2 separate regions of the Gossypium arboreum genome follow, and region 2 is linked to region 1. Evidence: chromatin contacts called from public Hi-C data. All regions are on one chromosome and are shown on one strand. The core of a region is the stretch at or near the end of the contact, and the rest is flanking DNA. Distances in the headings are between cores, read along the strand shown.

What was found. Hi-C and Micro-C count contacts between places; a contact is called where the count stands out from the background.
Region 2: a Hi-C map of leaf shows a contact between it and region 1, with 2.7 times the contacts expected there. The contact joins the promoter of LOC108454478 here to the promoter of LOC108456581 in region 1. A contact is called at or near these places in 2 of 5 Hi-C or Micro-C datasets (both in leaf).

The regions. Positions count from the first base shown.
Region 1 is chr9:79,717,687-79,724,692 of ASM2569848v2, reverse strand. LOC108456581 (40S ribosomal protein S23) reads right to left here and starts at 2,867. Exons shown (of 4, transcript XM_017755128.2): 1 at 2,711-2,867; 2 at 2,040-2,195; 3 at 1,815-1,941; 4 at 1,410-1,729. The coding sequence starts at 2,715. The coding sequence ends at 1,589. It overlaps LOC108454123 (interactor of constitutive active ROPs 2, chloroplastic), which reads right to left. Exons shown (of 4, transcript XM_017752451.2): 4 at 6,231-7,006. The coding sequence ends at 6,434.
Region 2 is chr9:79,905,907-79,912,912 of ASM2569848v2, reverse strand. LOC108454478 (uracil phosphoribosyltransferase) reads left to right here and starts at 4,521. Exons shown (of 11, transcript XM_017752955.2): 1 at 4,521-4,853; 2 at 4,962-5,069; 3 at 5,170-5,248; 4 at 5,337-5,395; 5 at 5,518-5,595; 6 at 5,703-5,784; 7 at 5,924-5,972; 8 at 6,183-6,244; 9 at 6,441-6,508; 10 at 6,863-6,918. The coding sequence starts at 4,719. LOC108456068 (NADPH-dependent aldo-keto reductase, chloroplastic-like) reads left to right here and starts at 1,580. Exons shown (of 7, transcript XM_017754661.2): 1 at 1,580-1,990; 2 at 2,075-2,125; 3 at 2,218-2,294; 4 at 2,373-2,460; 5 at 2,582-2,857; 6 at 2,951-3,196; 7 at 3,323-3,554. The coding sequence starts at 1,859. The coding sequence ends at 3,409. It overlaps LOC108457121 (aldo-keto reductase family 4 member C8-like), which reads left to right. Exons shown (of 8, transcript XM_053018935.1): 7 at 1-53; 8 at 249-548. The coding sequence ends at 335.

The DNA.
Region 1 (7,006 bases), core at 1,618-4,117:
TGATTTTATATAGTTCTGTGCCAAACAAATCTGCCTTCTTGACCATGCAAATTTCTGCCAGGCTTGTAATTGAAAGTTGCTGTACTTGTTCTTGGGATGGGATTTTTACGAGATTAATTGTTCTTAGTTTTTTTAAACTGTCAGTGTCATACCAACAAGAAGATATTTACTTATAGAATCTGTGGATTGTTTTTAGTACCAACAAGTATACAGACCCAGCAAGTCGGGGCAAATTCTTAGCAGCTATAGGACTACTAAACACTGTATGAATTACCAATCCAATAAATGCAATCTTATCTTTTCCGATGCATTTGCATACTTTAAAACCCTTAAATCCAATAAACAGCTTTCATGTATATTGACAATCTTCATTCATAAATCATCTCAGGCTCCAAGTTTGTACTCCCATTGAACAGAAGACAAACAAATTGACAGGATGGACGTCTACTATTGGTACGTGTGAACTAGGGTTGAGCAAGAAAAATTAAAAACTGAAGGTAATTTTAAAAGTCGCCGTACTCGAAACTGAATGTAATTCTATTTTTATTTAATATATAGTAATTTTTTATTTTTATTGTACAATAAATATTTTATATTTAAAATAGTAAAAATAATTTAAAAGTTGTTGAAATTTTTTATATAAAAATATTTATAAAAGAATTTGAAAATTTATCAAATAATATTCAAAGCTATAAAACATATCTCATTTTGTCAAAATAAGTCTAAAATTTAAAACAAAAATTAATACGAAAAAACCCTAGAAGCACACATTTGGCTTAATAAATTCAATCCATATTTGATCATCATGAAATATGCAACTCTAATATTTAAATATTAATAATATTTGAATCAACCCAATTGTGACCTCTAATTCTTTGCATAACTAAAAACTAAGAATCTCATTATTGAAATACATGGCATTATGAAATTAATTGCCCTTTCTTATTATAATACTATACATTGCGAAATGTGGTTTAGAAATACTAGAATTACTAAATTTCTTTTTTAGTTAGCCAACCATTCGACCTGATTTTTCACAATAGACTTGGAATTACCAAGAACCTATTTAATCTGGTTTTGTTCTTTAATTTTACATTTTATTTACAACAAATAATTATTTATAATTCAGTCCTACCTCTTATGCACTAATTTGACTAAATCAACAACCAAAATTGTTTTTAGCATTTTATTTAACATTCATTATAACTCACCCTAATGGTTAGAGGAGGTGTAATCCTGAATAACTAAAATTACCAACTTTTATTTTATTTTATATTGTTCTTCCTTTTATCAACAATTAAGTAATTAATTATAACTCAAATGTTTTGATTAAGTACGAATCGAATCATTTTATTTACGCAGTTGCATAAGTCAACGCATCAAAATCATAGCAAGCGGAAGAATGAACATTTTGGAACAGATATAAAGCACCAAAATCTTTTTGATCAAACGATGACACCAAAAATTCAATACAATAATAGCCAGAAAATAATCAAAAGTCCAGAAAAGCTACCAGGCAACAGAATGCTCTCAGTTTTAAGTAAAACTATAGAAAGATCATGAAAGCCATCTTTTCCTCATTGCAAACTTAAGATCTAGGCTTCTCTTTTTTCTCTTTGAAGAGTGCCAAGAGTGAGACACCAGACACCTTCACAACCTTGAACCTAACACCAGGAATATCACCAACCGCATGACCCTTTCGTCCAAATCCAGCAATCAACACCTCATCCTACATTAACATATTAATCATCAAAAGTGTAGCAGCGAAAACCATACCTTAAGGCTTTAACTATTTTCAGTTCAGTAATACTCACATTCTCTTCAATGTAGTTTAAGCAACCATCATTTGGAACAAAAGCAGCAATCTTCTTGCCGTTTTTGATCAATTGAACTCTAGCACACTTTCGGATGGCAGAGTTCGGCTGCTTAGCCTCGATACCTCTGCATGTACCAATGCCTCAGTGAACTTGTTTGAAATAAGAGTTGAATGAAAACATTAGAACCAAACAAATTTAAAAAGAAAAGGAAATAAGAGTTACATCTTCTCAAGGACAATTCCTTTAGCATGGGAAGAACCGGCAAATGGCTTCTTCCATTCATTTCCAAGGTTAGACTTCTTGTATGCCTTATCAGCCCACCTCTGCCTCCTGCGGTGGGTCCTCAGCTTGCGCCCCGCTCCCATACCACGTGTTTTCCTATAACATTTTTATATTATTAAGCCATTACTTAATATTTCTGTATTCTAATTGTCATTTGAGATATGATTTCAAACAAGCTTCGTTCAAGAGTAATTCCTCCTAAATCTTAAAACCCAAATCGAAACAGACATTTTGTTTCTACTAGTCAAACAAGAAATCAATAACCCAAATTCGAATTCAGTAGTCCAAACTTAGTTCTAGAAATCTAAAACAGCAACCAAAATTCAAACTTTCGGAGCATCTAAAACCAGAACCCCGGGCTGTAAAAAAATTTCCTTTGTTCTTCCCCCAACTTATTCAACACTCGCCTTAAACAAAGAATGGAACCAACAAAAGACTTCAAGATCCAATACCCAGATTTTAAAAACCAACGGTTTTCATGAAAAGTCATCCCTTTCACTGAATAAACAAGAGTAGCTTAAACACTTTAAAAAAAAAAAAAAGGAACATAAACAAGTTGCTAGAATATGTCGATTAGAGCTAAAAGAAGTAAGGAGAAGAAGAACACATACCCCATGTTGGTGGAGAGAGGTTGTTCGGGGTGAGTGGGATGGAATGAAGGTTTTGAGAGATTTGGAGGCGAAGACAAGAGGGAAACAGCAGTTGCTGCAGTGAGCGAGTTTTAAACCCAAACGATCCTAACCCTAGGAAACGATGCGGCAAATAAAGTGGGCTATGGTATTCGCCTTACAAATTGGGCCTCATACCTACGCCATTTCATTTATCTTTTAAAACTAGTCCAATAATAATAATAATAATTACAATAATCTAGTGAATTATTTATTTATCACAAAGAAAAACTATTTTTAATCTCTAATTTTAATCTACTAATAACATTCCTTAGAAAATAACAGTAACAGTAACAGAAACTGGAACTGTAGCAACTTTGTTGATTTTCAATAAGTAGAAGGGATTTTCTTCCAAAAATAATAGATTTTGTTTACAATGTTAGAGTTCCATTAAAAAAAGCATTGGAAGACATTGTCATATTCGGATATATATATCCATTTGTCATATCAGGAGCAAAATGTGCAACGACAGCAACCAGATGTTCCTCAGTTGCAACTGGTCTTGCAACTCAAAGACATACCAGGGCATTTATAACCAAGGAGATCAAAACTAAGTATAGAAAGATGAAGGTTGTTGGAAAATGGAAGGAACCTTTTATCACTCAGGTTACAAAGAAAAATAGAGCAGAAAGAAAGAGAAAAATCGTTGCTACTAAAGATACTAACGATGAAAACATCTGCCGTTGGCTAATTTGGCACCACAAGTTACAAAACACTACTTCAAGAGAGTTAGTGCCCCCTCTTCAACCAAGAAAAGAAACAAGAAATTGAAAGATGTTGACGTTCCAAACATCCTTGATGAAACTGCTGATGCTGCTAGGCCATGTGCCTGAACAGAGAAAATCTCGATTCCTTACCCCATTCTGTGCAAAGAGGATGAAGTTTATGGTTGAGAAAGGCTTCATCAATGAATGAAATATTCAAGAAGATGGGTTTTGTAGAGCATGACATGGACATCTTTTTAGAGGAAAATGAAATCTTGTTTTTTGTGTCCTATGTCAAGCCCTATGTAAAGAACTTGGTGCTTGATTTTTATGTCAATCTCCAGAAGACATGCAGATAAGGATGATGTGCACTACATGCAAGCTTATGTGCAAAGATACTTCTTTACATTCAGTCTTGCAGTGATCAACAAGTCGTAGTGAAGATGATGATAATTTCATTACTGTCCACGATCAACTTGCCTCCCAACTCACAAACAAAATCTGTTCCACTTGGTCAAAAGGTCAAGATTTCATAACTTCAGAGCATGAGCCTACCTAGGCTGCATAATATGCTATTGCTATAAGAAATTAGCTGCCCTCCAAGCAAAAGATGGTTGTCAATAAAAAGATGGCAATATAACCATATAAGGTAGTTTCATTTATTCATGTTCTTCTTGGTAAACTAATATTTAATGAGATTACCAAACACACAAAAACCAAGAACACTAGGCAGATGCTATCTTTTCCCTCACTCATCTATTAGATCATGCTACAACAAAAAGAAAGACATGGTGCAAGAGGATGAAGTTACTGAGCCCCCATCGCCTAAATTGAAATATTCTTACTAGTAGAATAAAGGGAAACATAGAGTTGTTGATTCTGATGTTGGAGCTGATGAAGCTGATGAGGATTCAGTGCAAGATGATGCCCTAGTTGCAGCTGCATCTACATCTGGCAAACCAACCAATGCAGATATGGCAAGATTGTTCAACCAATGCAGATAAGCAACTACATCATTTGGAGAGCCAAATAAAGCTCCTTAACAAACAAAAGGCTCGAATCCTGCAAAACAAGGCTAATCATCTTGCTCATGACACTTGATCAAGCTTTTGCATTCTTGAACAAAAAAGGGCGAGAATGGAGTATGGAGTCAGGAGTAGAGATATATTTTCTTGACGAAATTATTGTTTTGAGTCATGTACTTAAGTACGGATGATTTATATGAATTTTATTTTATCAATGCTATGTGTCTTATTACATGAATTATTGGGTTCATAGTGGATTGATTAAGGGGGAGCATTGTTAAGAAGATTGTTTTTGCCCTTTCTTAAGTTTGTTGTTATGTTTTTGGTCAAAATACTCGAGGGGAATTATTTGTGTCGGATGCACGTCCCAAATGCAATGCCGGTTGCTACTCCTCTTGCAACTAGTTTGTCATTCAGCTTGTCATATTTTAAGGGTATCTTTCTTACTAAAAAATCTTGGACTTTTCCTTACATCACCTTCACAATTTTAAGCAAATATTAATGACTTGGATCATCAAAATAATCGGTCAAGGACTTCTTAAGACCTACTCAAGCACAGTTCAACGAGAATGGAATTCACACTGATTGAAGTTTTACAAGCCTCTAACATTTAGATGAGAAAGACGTGTAAGGAGTGATCTAGTTAATATATAAGAGTGAGGTTATAATTTGGTGAGTGAATAAAACTTAAATCATATCTTGTACTGCAAATTGATAGTCCAAAATACGTAATCAATTTCCATGTTTATATCTATTTTTATTCTTCCAATTGTTATTTCAATTGCAACTAAACGTACAACAGACATGCAAATTCAAACAACCCTCAATAAGTTTTAGTTAACTTTATTTATTATTATTTTGATGGAGTAGTCCTCCTTAATTTGTTTAAGAGTTTGAGTAGTTACTATTGTTGCAATTTAATAGCAGAATTAGTTTTTTTTTTTTACTGATTTCAAATTTGAACTGCAAAAGTCTTTTTGTTTAACCTTGTTTTTATGGTTAAAAAGTGGGTTTAGACCTTTACAAGTAATGCTAAACACATTTTATATCACTAACATTTCCATGTACTTCGGTTAATAAAGAAAATTATTACAATTGTTCTACATCACTTTTTGACTTAAGTCTAAATTATAATTCAATAATAAATCTAGTTGTTACAATTACTCACCTCAACTATCCTAACATAAAAGTGAAAAGAATTCTCTCAAATAAAATCTATTGAGTGTCAAACAAAATTATCAATAAAAACACAAAATAGTAGTCGAAATAGACACAAAATAGAAGTCGAAATAGACAATCCAAAGATTATGTTTTGCAAATCAACAATGCTACCTATTTATAAGTTTCCTCAAAAGTCTTTTCACGGTGTTTTAATAGACTTCAAACTCTGATTTAAAAGATAAAAACGGCTTCAAATAGAATAAGGATACAATACTTAAAAAACACAAACTCTTCTCCTTTTAGGAAAACCATTCAAATGAACTAAAAGTTTTCACACGAATTTGGTTTCCCTTGCCATGAATCACCTACTCATTGGCTACAATAAAATTAAACACAATCAAATGTCACAAGCTTTGACTATCCCGATTGTTGTTCTAACATGAAAATGGAATAAACAGTCAAAATTCTAAACGCGGTCCAACTTGATATGAATAACATTTTAATACTTGGAATCTATTCTACCTGTAAGCAATTTTGATCAAAATGGATGAGAGATGTTAGTTGAAGCATAAATTTAAGAAAAGGTGGAATAAACATTTGTCTTCTTAAAGGAATTAGGATTTTAACAAACTGAAACTCTGATCCTCTGACCAGACAAAAGTAAGGTAACTTTTCATAAACTGAAAACATCCACAGCCATTTCAAGTTTTACTTTTAGAGAAGAAATATATATTATATTATATATGCATTGCAACCTAGCTATCATGCATTTGCTGCTACTTCTGACCTTTCTTCCATAACACACCAATCTTTTTTAACATGTTTCCATTCTTCTTCTTGGGTGAATCATCATCCATGTCTTCCGAGTTCGGCGAACCATTTCCAGGGTTATAGTTGCTGTCAACAGATTTTGTCTTGTCTGAATGTTTCCCTTTGTTCCCGGATGAAAGCATGGCAGTAGCTGCCTCAGCTGCCTTTCTCCACTGATCCAGCTGCACCTTCAGTCTCCGCAACTCTGCCTCCATTTCAGTGTTTGCTTCTTGTGCTGCATCCAGCTGCTCGGTTGCTCGTGCTGCTCTTCGGCTACTCTTATCTGCTTCTTCTGTTAAATAACCAACTTTCATCAGCGCCTCTCGCTCTGCGGACCTTGCTGCTTCCAACAATGCGACCGATTCTTCACCAACTTTGTTGCTACCCGTTTCCATGTTCATAATTTCTGTTTTGAGCATTTTGTTTTGCTCTCTTATGCTCTGCAATTCCGTTTCCTTTGCTGTCAAATTTGCTTTCAACTCTGTCAAATCTGCCTCTAACTTCTTCAACTCTATTGCAAGTTCAGATTCTCTTTCGTT
Region 2 (7,006 bases), core at 3,272-5,771, 190 kb before region 1:
TTAACTGGTCTATCCCAGACGATCTGTTTGCCAAGTTTTCTGAAATCGAGCAGGCAAGTGTTAACTTCATTTCTTCGTTATCATTGCTTCCTTCCATTCAGTTGTCTCTCTTACCTATGCATGCATATTTACTCCAGACTAGCTTACTGGTTTGCTTTTGTGCACTCTGTATAACTTCATTTCTGAGACTCAACATAAGGTCTTCAATTCGTGAGATAAGTATTGAATATGTGAACATTCCATTGCAGGAGAAGCTAATTAGAGGCAGTAATTTTGTACACCCGATTTGTGGTGCATACAGGACCATTGAAGAACTCTGGGATGGTGAAATCTGAGTCGACATGCTACTAGCTTTCGGTGATTATGTCTACCTGCATGTAACTGAATCGAAGACATTAGTATCATTAATGCAAATATTATATGGGGGGTATTTAGAGCGGACTCTTTGTAAACGATAATGAATTTCATCATTTCATGGTGAGTTTGCTTTGCTAATTTCAACTTTGGGTCATTGAAAGTGAGATTCAGCTAAAAGTTGGCTTAGAAAATACTGGTTCAAGAGTCAAAGATGAGGTCGGGAAGGGAGCCTACATTTGGTCGGCTCTGAAGTTCTGCCAATTTTTCTACGGGCATAAATTAACCACGAAAACTATCATCCATCAAAAGTATCAATTAAAAATTGTGACCGACATTTACAGAATCTTATTATACATTTCTTTTATAGTTTTAGAGTATTAGAAAATAATGAACGGTCAAAGTTTTTATCAAGACATTTGATTGACAAAAATATAAATTTTGTTACTTGATCCGAAATAGGAAATAGGGAAATAATATGCACTTAAATCAACTCAAAATCATGTTTTTATTGTTGTTATCATAGTAATACGGGCTAACTTAGCTAAAGTTCAACTGGTATCTTTTGTACATTTGATATTATAAATTTATGAGATAAATTTTAAAATTACACATGAATTTTGATTTAATGTGTATTTATATACATGAATTTTAATTTCGAAAATACTTTTTCTATTCCATTTTTTTCCTTTCATTTTCTTTCTGATAAAGCATACTCAAAATTTATTTTCTTTTCACTTTTTCATTCCTTCTTCTCATCCCTCAACTTTTTTCACCGTTAGGTATACCCTTAATGAATTTAATAACTATTGCTTGACTAAAATTGAAATTTTAAAATTTTAAAAATACATGAATTAAAAGTGACTATATTAAACATACAAGAATTAAATCTATAATTTACACATGTCACTCGTGAAATGAACGAAGAAGAAAGAGATTTTAGTTGTCACTATAAGCTGTGTATGTCCATGTCTAATGATCAATCAAAGACTACTACTAAAATAAGAAAGCTCTAGCATGAGCAAAGCAGATGCAGATTCCATGCCATAAGGGCTGCTGCATAAATAAGTGGACCTACCCAAACCATACATATATTTATCAATTTAACCTCATATTTATTATACAAGCAATATATATGGTCTTTTAACTCGTAACTGTTTATCACAAGAGAAGTGTGTTAACATATATGTAAGTTGAAACTAGGTAGTATATTGAAAAATGATAAAAGTTAATTGTTTGGTGCAAGCAATCGTTGATGAACCTTAGAAAGACGTGTGTCAAACAAGGTCTTCTGATTGTAGTTGTGGGAATTTCGAACTTTGTTACGTATAGGAGTCTAATAGAAATGAACATGATAGGTTCCATACGGAACTAAACCACCGGATTCCAGGACCAAAGCTGAAGAATCGCTGTTCTCTCTTTTCTGCCAGTAAAATCATTGATATCATCGTCTCACATTTGCAATACCAATATCATAGCACCAGTCAATCAGTGTACGGGAAAAATGGACAAGGGAACTGGACATGGGCCTTTTTACTTTGAGCTCAACACTGGAGCTAAAATGCCGTCTGTTGGTTTGGGAACCTGGAAAGCTTCTCCAGGTGTTGTTGGTGAAGCTGTTGTGACTGCAGTCAAGGTGCCTTTTGATTTCTACTTTCTCTTTCTGCTTTCCTTACGAACAATGTGTATTATAAAAGAAATGGAGACATTTTTTTTGTAGGCTGGTTATCGACACATCGACTGTGCCCATGTTTATGATAATGAAAAAGAGGTAAAATTTTCCATTTTCTTTTTTGGTTATTATTATTATTATTATGTAATTTGATTTACCAATTTGTTCACAACTGAGACTTGAAAATGTAGATTGGGCTTGCTTTGAAGGGACTGTTTTCTTCAGAAGTGGTGAAGCAGAAAGAACTGTTCATCACATCAAAACTATGGTAAAGTAAAACCCCAGATTTTATATTCAGGTTAAAGATGAATTCAATTCCATTTTTATTTTCCTTTTTTTTTGAAAGGTGTTGTGATCATGCACCTGAAGACGTCCCAAAGGCAATGACCAGAACTCTAGAAGACCTTCAACTTGACTATGTTGATCTCTATCTTGTATGTTTACCACTGAAACCATCAATGACAATATGCAATTTTAATCTTTCAAAAAAAGAAGAAGAAAATATGCTATTTTAGTTCATTTTTTCCCCCATTACCTTGACTTTCACAAATGTAGATACATTGGCCATTTCGTACAAAGCCTGGCATGAGAGGATGGGACCCTGAAATGATGGCTCCCCTTTGTCTTCCAGAGACATGGGCTGCAATGGAGAGCTTGTATAAATCTGGTAAGGCTCGAGCCATTGGAGTCAGCAACTTCTCGACTAAGAAGTTGCAGGATCTGCTCAAGTATGCCAAAGTTCCTCCTGCTGTCAATCAGGTTGAATGCCATCCTGTTTGGCAGCAGCCTGAGTTACACAACTTGTGCATGTCTACTGGTGTTCATCTATCGGTATAACAACGCATAATCAATTTTGTTTCAATCATGTTATATAGTACAGAGACTCTTTACATTTGAAGCATATGAATTTGAATATTGTTGCAGGCATATTCCCCTCTAGGATCTCCAGGGTCTTGGATTAAAGGAGAAGTACTGAAGGAACCAATTTTGGTTGAAATTGCTGAAAAACTTAACAAGTCTCCAGCACAAGTTGCTCTGCGGTGGGGTATTCAGAGTGGTCACAGTGTCCTTCCGAAAAGTGTGAACGAGTCTAGGATCAAGCAAAACTTGAGCCTTTTTGATTGGTCCATACCTCCGGAGATCTTCGCCGAATTCTCAAGCATCCATCAGGTAAAACATGCCTTTGTGTCGTATTTGTGTTTTGCTGGAAAAAGAAAAAAAAATGACTCATCATATATGAACGTACATGAATAATGCATACTATTATACTAAAGAATTCTCGATTCTCTTTCGCAGCAAAGACTCCTCCGCGGGGAATTCGCATTACATCCAACTTGTAGTCCTTACAAGAGCCTTGAAGAACTGTGGGATGGTGAAATATGAGATGATGCTGATTCTATTATGTTTTCGTTCTACTTTCTCTACACAAAAGACAAGGCAGGGACAAAGTTTTGTCTTAGGAACAATGAATTGTTGGCCTTTTGATTGCTTATCATCTAAAGAAATGAATTATTCCTTCAGATTATAACTTTAAATGTCCAATTCCATGTTGGAATTACACACTCCAGGAATTTTACATTGTTCTAAACAGCTTTAAATTACAATGTTTGGATAGAGAAAATTAGATAAAAGGGAAGCAGCTGAAACACCAATGCTGTTATGAGCTCGATCACGTGAACCAGGCCGATCACGTGAACAAGGCTCCAAAAACAACGAGCTTTCCACCACCTTGACCACTATTACCATGCTGATAATGGAAGTTTTTCTTGAACGACCTAAATGGGATTCCATGGCCATTAGCATAAGGACTAAATAGAGCGGTGCAAGAGGGACTCCATAAGCATACGTAAAATTTGGAGGTGGTGGAAATGCCCCATAGCGATAACCATAACCATAACAAGCACCAAAAGCAGGCGGGGCTGATGATGGTGGTTGAGTTGATGTTTTCAAAGATTGAGCTGTGGATGTCGTTGATGCTTCCTCACTAGATGCTAAAATACACTTGAGGTGAAGATCGAAGCAGCAAAGGGTGCCAAGACGTGCATGTATCATTGCAGACCATGCACTTGCCAGGCACCGATGGCTGCAACCTCAAAGGATGACCCTTATGCATCACATGCCGCACTAAAACAAATTATAGGGTGAGGTCCACTAAAAAAACAATAGGAAAAACTTTTACTAAAATATCTAAAAATTTACTAATATTTTTAAAGATTTATCAATATTATAAGACTTTATCAAAATATCTAAAGATTTAAAAATATTAATAAATTCTTAAATAAAACATATTTGTAAGTTGAAGCTGATAGTACAAGTGCCAGGCAAAATGGGCCCCGACTTTAAGCTACTATTTGGTTTTGAAAGCCATATCTAATTGGTCTGCTTAAAGGTTTAAATAAATTTAAAAAAGATTTAATCATAATAATGTTACCTAAAAAATATTGAATTAAGAAACCCAAAGTGAAGTCTGCCTTAAAATTAAAGAAGAAAGTGTAGGAACGGCCCAAAGTGGCCTAAAATCTGATCCAAAAGAGGGAAGAGAACAAAATCCCTCTATTTGGGACCCAAAAAAGGGAAAGTGAGGGTCTTATCTTGCAAAAGGCAAAACGAAAAAAGGCAGTTCCAACAACTACACTTAAACGTAAATTTGGGCGATTTGGGTTTGGTCAGAGATTTCGAAATCATCGGATGCATGGCTTGCCGTATTAATTTTAATCTCCGGTGTCCTTCCTCCCATACGCCGCGTTTCGTGCCCCTCAAAAACCCTACGCTCCTTATTCCTCCTTTTAAACCCCACTCCCACAGCCACCCCAGCCATCCCTTTAAGGTGAAACTTCAATCCCCACCCATATTTTATTTTTTTCTTATTCTCCAACTTTAGCGCCATTTCATTCACCAAAATCTCCACTAATCTTCTCTTTTTCTTCTTTACAAGCTTTCTATATCGACTTCTCGGTGGCTGCGGAGGCGACACATGGGCTTTGTGACGGTCAATTCTCATATGGCCACCGAGGAAAAGCCTATTTCCGATGATAGAATGCTGGTCGGTTTTCTTCTTTACCTTTGGTTTCTGTTTTCCTGGATACGACGTAGTTTCTTGTTTTTGAGTTTGGATTTTTTTTTTTAAATAATGTTTCTTTAAGGTGTTTGTGCCTCCACATCCGTTAATTAAGCACTGGATTTCGGTTTTGAGAAATGAGCAAACTCCTTGCCCCATTTTCAGTGAGTTCTCTTGGAATTTAGATTATAATAAGCTTATCTTGGATAGGATAAGATCTCAATATCAATTTTTGTTCTTCCTTTTTATCAGAAAATGCCATGGCTGAGTTGGGGAGGCTACTTATGTATGAAGCTTCAAGGGATTGGCTGGTAAGTTATTATGTTGTGAATGCCTTTCCTTTTTATGCCTTGGGAAAAATCATCTATGTTCATTCTAAATTTTAGTGGCATTTCTTGGTACTTATATGTATCTTTGGGTTTACTGCTGCCAGCCTACTGTAACAGGAGAGATTCAATCGCCAATGGCTATTGCTTCAGTTGAATTTGTCGACCCAAGGGAACCTTTGGCGGTTAGTTTTTGCTCCAGCTTTTTTATTCCTGATGTCTCTCTGAGTTGGTTGAGCAGAAAATTTTATGTTAAGTCAGTATCTAATACCTTTTTGTTTTAGTTTCTCAGATTGTTCCAATCCTAAGAGCTGGTCTTGCTTTGGCTGAACACGCATCATCCATTTTGCCAGCTACAAAAACATACCATTTAGGTAAGCTGGGTGTAAAAGCTACCAAGTTCTCCCCGTCCACCTCCCAGCCCAGCTTTTGATTCCTACTTGTTAGTTAAGACTGTAGCTTTTATCCCTTCACCTTCTTTATGATTGATTACTTGTGGGTTCATGTATGAAGGGTTAAGCAGAGATGAAGAGACACTCTTGCCAAGTGTTTATCTTAATAAGTAAGAATTCACTTCACTTTTCTTGGTATTGTAATCAATTGGAACTTCACCTTCTAGTTGAAGTATACTGTAGCATTTTAGTTTGATCAGAACTTGATTTCATCCTTTTGCTTTGCTTCAGTACCGACTTAATTTCTTGTTAAGTCTCATTAGTGGCTGTTTACTGTTACTTATGTTATAGTGTGTGTAATTTATTAATTTCCTCTGTAGGTTGCCTGACAAATTTCCTGAAGGATCTCGAATATTTGTGGTAGATCCTATGCTAGCAACAGGTTCTAATCTTCATCCAACATATTGATATCTTATATTATATCCATCCTGTATAACTATTAAGCTTTCTGGCATTTTCCCTCAATGTCAATATAATATACCTATTTTCCTTGTACCTGTGTATCTCAAATTATTACAGATGTGTGCTTTGTGTTTTAATTGTTCTACTTTAGCTAATTTTTGTGTTAAAAATTTTAGGTGGCACAATTGTGGCTGCACTCAACCTCATAAAGGAACGTGGAGTTGACAACAAGCAAATTAAAGTGGTAAATAATTTGGAAGAATCCTTTTTAGTTTCAGTTGTATTTACATTTTGGAAGTTCTTAGGTATACATGTTCGTTGTTAAATATTTCAGTTAATCGCTAATGCATTTAGTTTATGATATCAAATTCTCATTGCCTCGGGCTAAAATGCGTATAAATAGTATCTTATATTGCTCGCTTGTTCATCTAATACATAGTTCTATTAGAAGACCATGACCTCTTTTAGAAGTTTCTAGACAAAACTCTTAGGTTGAGCCCCTATTAGCAGTCAAGCTTCAGCCATTAAATCTCCCACATACCAACTATATGTAGACTACGAAAACACTTTACTAATGAAGTGTGTTGCTCTATAACAGATATCTGCTCTGGCAGCTCCTCCAGCCCTTCAAAAGCTGAGCGAGAAATTCCCTGGGTAATTAAATTCCAAATGTAGTTTCCATGAAGAGAAAACTTGGACAGTTTTATAGCATTTCGATTTTTTTTTTCTACTGGTTTTCTGA